Regions from separate parts of the Triticum aestivum genome. Here region 1 is linked to region 2. A link is a contact called in public Hi-C data. All regions are on one chromosome and are shown on one strand. The core of a region is the stretch at or near the end of the contact, and the rest is flanking DNA. Distances in the headings are between cores, read along the strand shown. Region 1 holds the start of LOC123148176 (calcium-dependent mitochondrial ATP-magnesium/phosphate carrier protein 2). Region 2 holds the start of LOC123148175 (phospholipase D alpha 2).

What was found. A called contact is a pair of places that touch in the nucleus more often than the background predicts.
Region 1: a Hi-C map of leaf shows a contact between it and region 2, with 4 times the contacts expected there. The contact joins the promoter of LOC123148176 here to the promoter of LOC123148175 in region 2. A contact is called at or near these places in 2 of 5 Hi-C or Micro-C datasets (both in leaf).

The regions. Positions count from the first base shown.
Region 1 is chr7A:553,652,048-553,657,543 of IWGSC CS RefSeq v2.1, forward strand. It overlaps LOC123148176 (calcium-dependent mitochondrial ATP-magnesium/phosphate carrier protein 2), which reads left to right and starts at 1,927. Exons shown (of 4, transcript XM_044567542.1): 1 at 1,927-2,496. The coding sequence starts at 2,004.
Region 2 is chr7A:553,466,658-553,472,669 of IWGSC CS RefSeq v2.1, forward strand. It overlaps LOC123148175 (phospholipase D alpha 2), which reads left to right and starts at 3,704. Exons shown (of 3, transcript XM_044567541.1): 1 at 3,704-4,098; 2 at 4,414-6,012. The coding sequence starts at 3,991.

The DNA.
Region 1 (5,496 bases), core at 677-3,176, 180 kb after region 2:
TACCACGTGATGGAACAAAGGGATTTGTGTAGTCTCCATTAACCCGGACATCATATCAAATAGAGGTAACACATCTCATCACTGTCGCGACTCAATAGGGAACAAAACCCAACTTCAATAGGATGCCCTCCAAGTAGCACCATTCCACCCAGTCATATGCCTTCATCATATCAAATTTTAGAGCAAAGTGTGGAGTTTTGATCCGTTGCTTGCGGATGTTCTGAAGTCACTCATATGCAATAAGCACGTTGTCAGTAATCGGCCGCCCGGGAACAAAAGCACTTTGTTGCTCTAACACTATCTCTGGCAAGAAAAGCTTGAGCCTGTTAGCAAGAACTTTAGATGCTATTTTGCAAATGACATTGCAAAGGCTAATTGGATGAAAATTTGTCAATGTTCCAGGACTACGGACTTTAGGAATTAGAACAATTATCGAATCACAAGAACCTTCAGGCATTTCAGCCCCTGTCAAGAAACCTCGCACGACGGAACAAACATCTGTTTGCAAATGATCCCAATGATTCTGGTAAAAGAGTGCCGGAAAGCCATTTGGACCTGGTGCCTTGGTCTGCCCCATTTGAAGGCAGAAGCTTTGGCTCTAAGGTTCGGATTATCTCTCGCACATAAGGCGGGTTGCAATCGCCTTGACATTAATTCTGACAATACGAAAGTCATTGATACCATGAAGAATGGAGGACGTTCAGCAGGAGCAGCGGCGACAATTTTTGATGATTGTTATTTTTAGCATATGGTTTTCCTCTCACTAGGTTTGAGCATTGTAATAGGGAAGCGAATAAGGTAGCTCATGAACTTGCCAGATTAGCTAGATTTTCTGAGACAAGGGGTTGGATTGAGGAGCCTTTAGTCGAGATTGTACAATCTCTAATAGACGATGTAACCGTTATTTCTAATTAATAAAGGTGGTTATTTAAAAAAATGGATTTCACCGGAATTGGATAATTCCAATTTATTGAGTCAAAGGTCTTCGCAGAAAAAAGAATCTTAGGATTCAAATCCTCCAAAAGTTCTACGAATATCTTGTAATCCAAAGAAACCCCATATGCAAGGAAACATTCTTACACATACTCCGCCAGAGCCCTATAAGGTGTATTGATTTCCGTGCAAATCAACCATTTGAATGTTTGATCAAGACTATAGAATAAAATAACAACATCCGCAATACCTAATAGATAAAATATGAAACTACTTTTCTTGATGGATCCAATGATATGAATTTTGTATTGTAAATATTGATATATTTTTATAAAAGCTCAGCCAAACATGCACTCGTTATTGATCTATTGATCTACGTTATTCTTCATCTGCGGTGATTGCTGTTCTGGTGCGCTGGTCCTATGGGGCCTTAGCATGACGACTTCCCGACTGTCTACTACAACAAGTTGTGCCCGACTCTGATGATGGAGGGGCGATGACGGCGACGCGCCTTAGTGCTTGTAGTCATCGCTAGGTGGTTTACGGATCTGGATGTAATTTTTTATTATTTTTGGTGTTCGTTGTACTGCCATGATTGAAGATGAATAGATCGAAAGATTTCTCGCAAAAAAAAACATGCACTCGTTTGACGTTTGGAAAAAACAAATACACCTTATACTCCATAAAGGAACGGAGGGAGTATATTGTACTACAGATTTTGATGATAATCTATAAATAACAAAGCGCATACGTAATATGCTTTTTTCAAACAAAGGATATGCCATTGGACTTTGGTGCAGGTTCTTGCACAGTGGAGGGTGCTCCAATTCGTAGGAGGACATGGGAAAGGTCCGCACGGGTAGCCCATACCCATCCAGCGACGCTCATACGGGTAGGGTACCCTACCCGTAGGGCTGAAACCCACACGTGCATTCCCTTCCCTTCCACCCCTCCTTCCCCTCCTTTCCCTCTCCCTTCGATTCCGACTCGATTCTATTCCATTCCCCAAACCAACCCACCACCACCACCTCCCCCTCCTCCCCCCATTCCGCCTCGCCGCCGCCGTCGCCATGCCCGGCGCGGCGGCCCACGCGGTGGAACCCCGCGGCACCGCCGCACCCCCTCCCCCCGTGGCCGCCGCGGCGACGGCTGCGGCGGCGGCGGCGCCAGCGGCGGCCGCAGGGGGGCCGTGCGAGCCGGTGCGCAAGGCGGGCCCCGTGACCATGGAGCACGTGCTGCTGGCGCTCCACGAGACGGAGGAGGAGCGGGAGGCGCGGATCCGGGACATGTTCGACTTCTTCGACACGTCCGGGAGGGGCCAGCTCGACTACGCGCAGATCGAGGCCGGCCTCGCCGCGCTGCAGGTCCCCGCCGAGTGCAAGTACGCGCGGGAGCTGCTCCGCGCCTGCGACCGCGACCGCGACGGCCGCGTCGGCTACGACGACTTCAGGCGCTACATGGACGACAAGGAGCTCGAGCTCTACCGCATCTTCCAGGCCATCGACGTCGAGCACAACGGCTGCATCCTCCCCGAGGAGCTCTGGGACGCCCTCGTCAAGGCTGGTATGTTGTAGCCTCACCCCCACCCCCCGCCTGTACAGCTACCGACCTCCTCAATACAATCGCCCCTGCTGTGTGGTCACACGCTGGTTGCAGTGGCATCTTAATTGTAAATTATGACGCGTTGTGCGAAATGCAGTCTCTGTAGCATATTTCTGCCTGGTTGTTGTTGGATGCTTGCAACAAGCAAATCAGTAGCCAACCCGTTGGAGTGTAGCCCTTTTTTACTTCTTGGGGATTTACTCTGTGAGCAGATGTATGTCACTGTTGTCATGTCTGGACATTAGAAGGGTCCTTTGCGATTGACTAGATAGTATAGATACTGGTGCCAATTATGTTCAATCACACTTTTAGTTGGTGTATGTCTGTTTTCACAGAATGGTGAGTCTCGGTAGGCCCTGAGGGCCAGAACTGGCCTTATTGTAATGTCTGAGCAGTGGAGAAACTGAGCTCTAGGAGGTACCTTGGCTATTTGGCAAAATACAAGATGATCGAGTAATACATTAAATTTGTTAAGCATGTAAGCTTATTATTTCTCGATGGAAATGTAATTTAACCTCTCAGATTAGGAACATCAATTTTAACCAGTGTGTTACCACTAGCAAATTGAGAGTACATAAAATGTCAACCTGACTTTAGAGTTTAGTTTGTATTAACATGACGAAATGCAGCTCAGCAATAATACCATAACCATCACGTAAGTGTTCATGTTGATGCACAGTTGGGGATGAACTTAATGCTGTTGTCTTGCTCCTGCAAAAAGATTTGTAGTGTACGAAACATGTTGTTTAAGTTAGGCACTTAGGCATCAATTTATATATCTTTCTTGTTGTAGGATACCTCGGTTTGTCAAGCTACTAAACAAAACTGGCCAGAACCCAAAATGCCCACTTGGGATATTGGATCCGTAAATCACTTAAGATGCAGTAAGCAAAAGGGCAATGTACCTGAGTGCTTAGCATTTGTTTGGTGCAAAATAAAATAAAAATATCACTCCAATAGCACCACTGAAGTTTTGAATTTTGAAGAAACTTTAGAACAGAATTGTACACTACTAATTCCATCAAAAAGCTGAACACCAACACGGCAACACATTTCATCTATAGATTAATTTGCAACGGTTCATAACATATGTAGCACATTCGATACATTTGAAGTCCAACCTATTTCTTTACCATACATGAGCACTGAAGGCTTACATTGCTTGTTGACTGCTAAGAATTGGCTGAATCTTTAGAGTTAGAAATACTATACCACTAGTATTTAATAGGCCCACTGTTTGGTCTATGATCAGTTGGCAAATTGTTTGTTCTCTGTTTTTCTGTCATATACCGTGCCATGCTGGAACATGTGTGTTTTGGACCTTGGAACTTCAATTTCACTGCACCTTATGTTGATTGAAGTGCTTTTTTTTGGGTCTGTGCCTTGCCTTGGTACCTAGTCGTGTTCTGTAGACTCAATTACATGGTGGTGTATTGTAGCTTTCCAGTAAAATAATTGTGCAGTGATGTATGACAGTGCAGGTCTTGTTAGCTTTCCCAATTACTCCCTCTGTTCCAAATTATATAAGATGTTTTAGATATTTCAATATGGACTATATACGTACTGAAATGAGTGAACAAACACAGTAAAACGCGCCTATGTACATCCGATTCAGAAAAAAGTTAGAACATCTTTTAGGCCTCCTTTGGTTTAGAGGAATTTCATACGAATTCTAGAGGATAGGATTCTTATAGGATTTTTTCCTTTAGAGCCCTTTGGTTCATAGGAATGGATTCCTATTCCTACATAGGATTGGTTCCTATCCTCCACATTTCATAGGAAAATAAAAAAGAGCCTAGACTCAATGGAAAAATTCCTTTGGTGTCAACCAAATAACATCTTGTTTCCTATTTCTACTCATAGGATTTGAGATACATGTTATCTCATTTCCTACAAGATTCCTATTCCTATGATAATCCTATCCTATGAACCAAAAGAGGCCTTAATAGTGAAGGGAGGGAGTAACTAATATGAGCATATAACTTGCTGCATAATGTCAATAGCCATGAAGGCATCATGTTTTCTCATAGTTTGGCTGTTTTATGCTATAGAACACTGCTAAAATTTTGCCAATGCTTTCAAGTTCATCGTGGTTTACAGTTAAGTCGATTTCTTGTTCTAAACTTTTAACACCACTTTCTAAACGAGTTGAAATTGAACACATGAAAATAGCTGCTACAACTAATATTGATGGTTTATTTCCAACCACTCACATATTCAGTCACATGATATTCTACCAGATGTAGGTGTTGATAAGTCATAGTTTAGATCATTTAAATAATTGTGTGGCCCTAAATCCTCTCTTATCAAACAGTTCCACGTTACCACTAAAAATGACTATGAACACCTGATATTGTCATTTGGCATGCTCTCCTGCATTAAAGTGCATAATAATCCAGCACGAACGTATAGCTTATACTGGGTGTGCGTAATCGGCGTACCATCTCATGCTTCGACTAGATATACACTATTATAGTTTGGTTCTGCCCAATATGTGGAACATGTTTTTTTCCTGATTATGGGTATTCTTTAATTATGTGGTCATTCATTGGTATTGGAACAAACATGCATGCATGCAGCCTCAAATCCTATCCATTTCTTTAGACATCACGTTATTGCTGATGCCGAAAACTTGGACAGTTAATAACCGCTACCCTATCGTTTATTCACCTTGATCTTCACCTTGTCCAAGGGAGCAATCCTCTCCTGCTTGTTGGTGCAATTAGTACAACAGCCAACGCGGCTGCAGCTTAGCTAGGCAGTCCCAAGATTATATACCTTGTTACTAAACATTGCATGGCATAGGCAACTAAAATCAGATGTATCAAAAACACTCTCCAGGGAGGAATCCTATCCTGCTTGTTGGTGCAATTTCTACGGCAGCCAACACGGCTGCAGCTTAGCTAGGCAGTCCGAAGATTATATACCTCATTGCTAAACAGTGCATGACATAGGCAACTA
Region 2 (6,012 bases), core at 2,454-4,953:
ATGCTTGCAATTGTATTTTCTGATCCCTTTTGGCTCAAGGTCACTAAGGGACTTTTGTTAAGTGCTTTGAGTAGCTTCATTCCATGCCTTGCTTTGCCATGTTAAGTTCTTGTAGCATGTAGTTTTCATACTCTAAAGTGTGCTACCTGATGTTAAATTCCAGACTTGTGTTGATTTCACTAAGTCTGAAACCTGTTATCATTTGCATTTTTGCCATGCTTGTTTGAACCTGTTAATGGATGAATTAGTCGTAGCTCAGTGTTCATCTTTTGTCAAGCATTATGAGTGGACCCCTGCCATGTATTTTGTTGTCATTTTTGAGTGTTGTAGCATAATTATCTTGATGCATTTAGATGGCTACCTGCTGATTATCGCAGATCGGTGCCATATTTGTTTTGCTTGCCATTTCCAAACCGTGCATCGGATTCCGGTGATGTTTATATCGATTTCAACCGAAATCACCTCACCTTTGCAGTGGCACTCTTGGATTTCCAAGTTGAGGCCAGGTTCAATCATTCCTTGTCAAATCTTGCATATGCATCACATACCGCATCCCGCATAGCATACCATGTTTGCATCATGTTGTTTGAGCATTGCACGTGGTTGATTGTGTTCCTTTTTGCTTGTTTATCTTGTTTGGGTAGAGCCGGGAGACGAGTTCGTGAACGAGGAGCCCGTTGAGTTTGCTTACGAGGACCAAGTCAACTATGACAACTTTGTAGGTAAGATGATCATACCCTCGAAATCACTTCTATCTTTGCTTGCTAGATGCTCGCTCTTTTGCTATGCCTATGCTATGACGCCTACCGCTTGCTTATCATGCCTCCCAAATTGCCATGTCAAACTTCTAACCCACCATGTCCTAGCAAACCGTTGATTGGCTATGTTACCGCTTTGCTCAGCCCCTCTTATAGCGTTGCTAGTTGCAGGTGAAGATTGGAGCTCGTTCCTTGTTGGAACATTGTTTATTGTTAGGATATCACCATATTATCTTGTTTATCTTAATGCACCTATATACTTGGTAAAGGGTGGAAGGCTCGGCCTTTTGCCTAGTGTTTTGTTCCACTCTTGCCGCCCTAGTTTCCGTCATATCGGTGTTATGTTCTCGGATTTTGCGTTCCTTACGTGGTTGGGTTATAATGGGAACCCCTTGATTGTTCTCCTTGAATAAAACTCCTCCAGCAATGCCCAACCTTGGTTTTACCATTTGCCACCTAGCCTCTTTTTCCCTTGGGTTTCCGAAGCCCAAGGGTCATCTTTATTTAAACCTCCCTGGGCCAGTGCTCCTTTGAGTGTTGGTCCCACCGAGTAGACTGCGGGGCCACCTTGGGGCAACTTGAGAGTTGGTTTTACTCGTAGGATGTCTCATCTGAGTGTGCCCTGAGAACGAGATATGTGCATCTCCTATCGGGATTTGCCGGCACATTCGGGCGGTGTTGCTGGACTTGTTTTACCAATATCGAGGATGTCTTGTAAAACCGGGATGCCGAGTCTGATCGGAATGTCTCGGGAGAAGGAATATCCTTCGTTGACCGTGAGAGCTTGTGATGGGCTAAGTTGGGACTCCCCTGCAGGGATTTGAACTTTCGAAAGCCGTGCCCGCGGTTATGGGCAGATGGGAATTTCTTAATGTCCGATTGTAGATAACTTGAAACTTAACTTAATTAAAATGAATCAACCGCGTGTGTTACCGTGATGGTCTCTTCTCAGCGGAGTCCAGGAAGTGAACACGGTGTTGGAGTAATGCTTGACATAGGTTGCTATAGGATCACTTCTTGATCATAGTTCTTCGTTCGTGCTTTGCCTTTCTCTTCTCGCTCTCTTTTGCGAACAGGATAGCCACCATATATGCTAGTCGTTTGCTGCAGCTCCACATATTACCTTGCCTTACCTATAAGCTTAAATAGTCTTGATCGCGAGGGTGCGAGATTGCTGAGTCCCCGTGACTCACAGTTTACTTCCAAAACCAGATGCAGGGACCGATGATACCGTTCCAGACGATGCGCTTGAGCTCAAGTGGGAGTTCGACGAAGACTCTCGCCGTTACTGTGTGTCTTTCTCAGATGATCAATAGTGGTGCCCAGTTGGGGCAATTGGGGACCGTGTCGCATGTTGGGGTTGATCTTTATTTTGGTACCGTAGTCAGACCATGAGTGTATTGGATGATTGTAATGTTATTCACGTATTTGTGTGACGTGGCGAGTGTAAGCCAACTATGTTATCCTTTCCCCTTTTATATATTTACATGGGTTGTTGTGAAGATTATCTTACTTGCGACATTGCTTTCAATGCGGTTATGCCTTTAAGTCGTGCTTCGACACGTAGGAGATATAGCCGCATCGAGGGCGTTACACAGCTCGCCGGACGAGGTCCAAGGATGCCCAGGGCGGGAGGCCGAGGAACCGGTATCGAGTATGCGTGGGCGACGCTCGTCCACGGATTGGTGCCATAGGTCCACGGTGGAGTCGCCTGCTGCTGACGAGGGCCCCCCCTTGCGCCTCGAGCTGCTACTTGTGCCGCCCCCGCAGCGGTTGTCGCACCGGCCACCACCCTGTGGCTGCAGCTGAGGGGCAGCGGGAGGGGCGGGGGCGCGGGCGGGAGGGGGAAGAACCCCGGGGGAGCGGGGGGGCTGCTGCCGGGGCGCGGGTGGCGGCCGGGTGCCGACGGCGAGGGCGTGGTGCTGCACACGCTTCTTCACCCCCTTTATTCGGCGCTCCTCCAACTACAAGTACGCCACAAACTTGGGGAAGGGGGGCTCCGGCATCAAGGTGAGGTTGAAGGCGGCGTTGCCGAAGTCCTTCTTGAGGCCGGCGGTGAGCATGCTGAGGAGGAGATCGTCATCAACCTTGGCGCCGATGTCACGGAGTTCATCCGCCAACGTCTTCAGGCGACGCCCATAGTCATCGATAGACTGGTCATCCTGATGACAGTCAAAAAATTCCTGCTGCAGAAAAATGCGACGCTGAAGCTTGTTGTCGGTGAAGAGCCCGTTGAGCTTGACCCACACTGCGCGGGCGTCATCACCATCGCTCACGATCGTGTGAAACAGGTCCTTGGAGATGGTGGTGAAGAACCACCGGATAAGCGTGGCGTCGATCGCAGTCCACTCGGAGTCGCTCACCATGGCGCGTGAGTCGACGTGTCGTCAACATGATCCACAAGATTGTTCTCGCGGAAGAGTAGCGAAAAGTATGTCTTCTACGCGAAGTACGTGGAGTCGGTGGCATCAAGGACGACAGGGACGCGTTTGTGGATGTTGATGTTGCGGGTGTCAGCGGGGTCCTGTCCGGTGAACGGGTTGGAGTAGGTCTGAATGGCCGGACATCCTGAAATAAATTCAAAAATAATGCGAGTGTCAGGAGTAAGTCTCAATGGGCTAAGGACCCCATCCTCCCACTAACCACAGTGATAGTGCGCGCATGGTAGTAGAGTACTTCAGTGCCGCGCTCGTGCTCCGCGTGGACGACAATGGCATCTTCTCCACTCTTTCTCATCGTACGCGCACGTTGGAGCTCTGCGATCTGTAGCGTTGACGCCATGTGACCCCTGCTCCACAAAAGTGCCAGGCAGCCGCGTCTGCTTTGGCCCCTCGCGCCTTTGCTCCCACTTCGTCTTTCTCGTTTGGAGTAAATATATTACGAGAATACAAGGCATTAATCACAGAACCAAAATGGCGCGATGTATTTTCGGCGCCTATTAATTCCGTGCATTGCTAGTTTCCTCCCGCCATTAATTTCTTCCAGCAATTTCCTGCTGGTTCGACCCATTTAAGGTCACCACTTTGCTCCATCTCTCAGACTCCAATCTCTCTCTCCTATTGGACGGACGGTCAGAGTCAGACCCCTTTGCCTTAGCCCGTAAGGTTACGTGGACATTGTGGTTTTCCTTGGCCTGCCCTTCTTGGCGCATTGTTTCGTCCGTCTCGATAGTCGACAGTCTGAAGCTCTCTTGGGACTGACTTGGGAGGTGAGGTGAGACGGCGCGGCAGCAATGGCTCACCGGCTGCTGCACGGCACCCTCCACGCCACCATCCTGGAGGCCGACAACCTCACCAACCCCGACCGCGCCACCGGCGGCGCCCCCCAGATCTTCCGCAGGGTCAGTCACTCCCCTTCCTCCCCTCTTTGCACTTGCTACAACCACGGCAGAGTGTAAGCAGAGTAGATTGCGTCCGTAGAGTAGAAACGAAGAAAATATCATATCCCACTCCCTTCGAGCCCGGAGATCTGAAATCTTGCTCGGCGGCAGAGGAATTCTTGGGGTTCTAGATGGAAGAGAAATTCTTGGTTGCCGTAGCGCATGAAAGGAGATGCGATTTTTACGGTCTGATGTTGGCCGCTAGTAGTAGATTTGTTCGTTTGAATGCGTAGGAAGCTTGTCGGATTGGTAAGGAATCTTGTTGTCTGGTTGCAGTTCGTGGAGGGGTTCGAGGAGACGATCGGGCGCGGCAAGGGGTCGACGCAGCTGTACGCGACCGTCGACCTCGGCAAGGCGCGCGTCGGCCGGACGCGGGTTATCGCCGGCGACCCGGTGAACCCGCGCTGGTACGAGGAATTCCACATCTACTGCGCCCACTTCGCCGCCGACGTCGTCTTCACCGTCAAGGCCGCGCAGCCCATCGGCGCCACGCTCATCGGCCGCGCCTACCTCCCCGTCCGGGAGCTGCTCGACGCCGGCGGCCGGGAGATCGAGCGCCGGCTCGACGTCCTCGACCCGAGCAAGAAGAAGATCCACCACGGGCCCACGATACACGTGCGGCTCAGGTTCTGCGACGTCGCCGCCAATCCCCGCGAGTGGGGCGCGGGCCTCGGCGGCGCGCGGCACCCCGGCGTGCCGTACACCTTCTTCTCCCAGCGGCCCGGGTGCAGGGTCACCCTGTACCAGGACGCGCACACCCCGGACGCGTTCGCGCCCAGGATCCCGCTCTCCGGCGGCCGGACCTACCAGCAGGGCCGGTGCTGGGAGGACGTGTTCGACGCCATCAGTGACGCGCGCCACCTGATATACGTCACCGGCTGGTCGGTGTACACCGAGATCACGCTGATACGGGACGGCTCCCGGCCGCGCCCCGGCGGCGACGCCACCCTCGGCGAGCTCCTCAAGCGCAAGGCCAGCGAGGGCGTGCGCGTGCTCATGCTGGTCTGGGATGACCGCACCTCCGTCGAGTCCCTCGGCATGACATGGGGGTATATGGGGACGCATGACGCCGAGACGGCGGAGTACTTCCGCGGCACCGACGTGCAGTGCGTGCTCTGCCCGCGGAACCCCGACATCGGCAGAAGCGCCGTCATGGGCTTGCAGACTGCCTACATGATCAGCCATCACCAGAAGATCATCGCGGTCGACCACGACATGCCGGTGAGGGGCAGCTTGAGCCGCCGCCGCATCGTCAGCTTCGTCGGCGGCCTCGACCTCTGCGACGGTCGCTACGACACGCAGTTCCACTCCCTGTTCAGGACGATGGACACGGCGCACCACAAGGACTTCCACCAACCCAACTTTGTCGACACGTCCATCACCAAGGGCGGGCCGAGGGAGCCATGGCACGACATCCATGCCAAGATCGAAGGTCCGGCCGCGTGGGACATCCTCTACAACTTCGAGCAGAGGTGGAGGAAGCAAGGTGGTGACAATGACCTCCTCGTCGATCTGAGAGCCTTGGCGAACCTGATCATACCGCCGTCGACCGTGACATTCCCCGATGACCAGGAGGCGTGGAATGTGCAGGTGTTCCGGTCCATTGACGGCGGTGCGAGCTTCGGCTTTCCTAACACCCCTGAGCAAGCTGCTCGATCCGGCCTCGTCAGTGGCAAGAACAACACCCTTGACAGGAGCATCCAGGATGCCTACATCCACGCGATACGTCGCGCACAGCACTTCATCTACATCGAGAATCAGTATTTCCTTGGCAGTTCATTCGCGTGGAAGGCCGACGACATAAGACCGGAGGAAATCGAGGCATTGCATCTGATTCCCAGAGAGCTTTCACTGAAGATTGTGAGCAAGATTGAG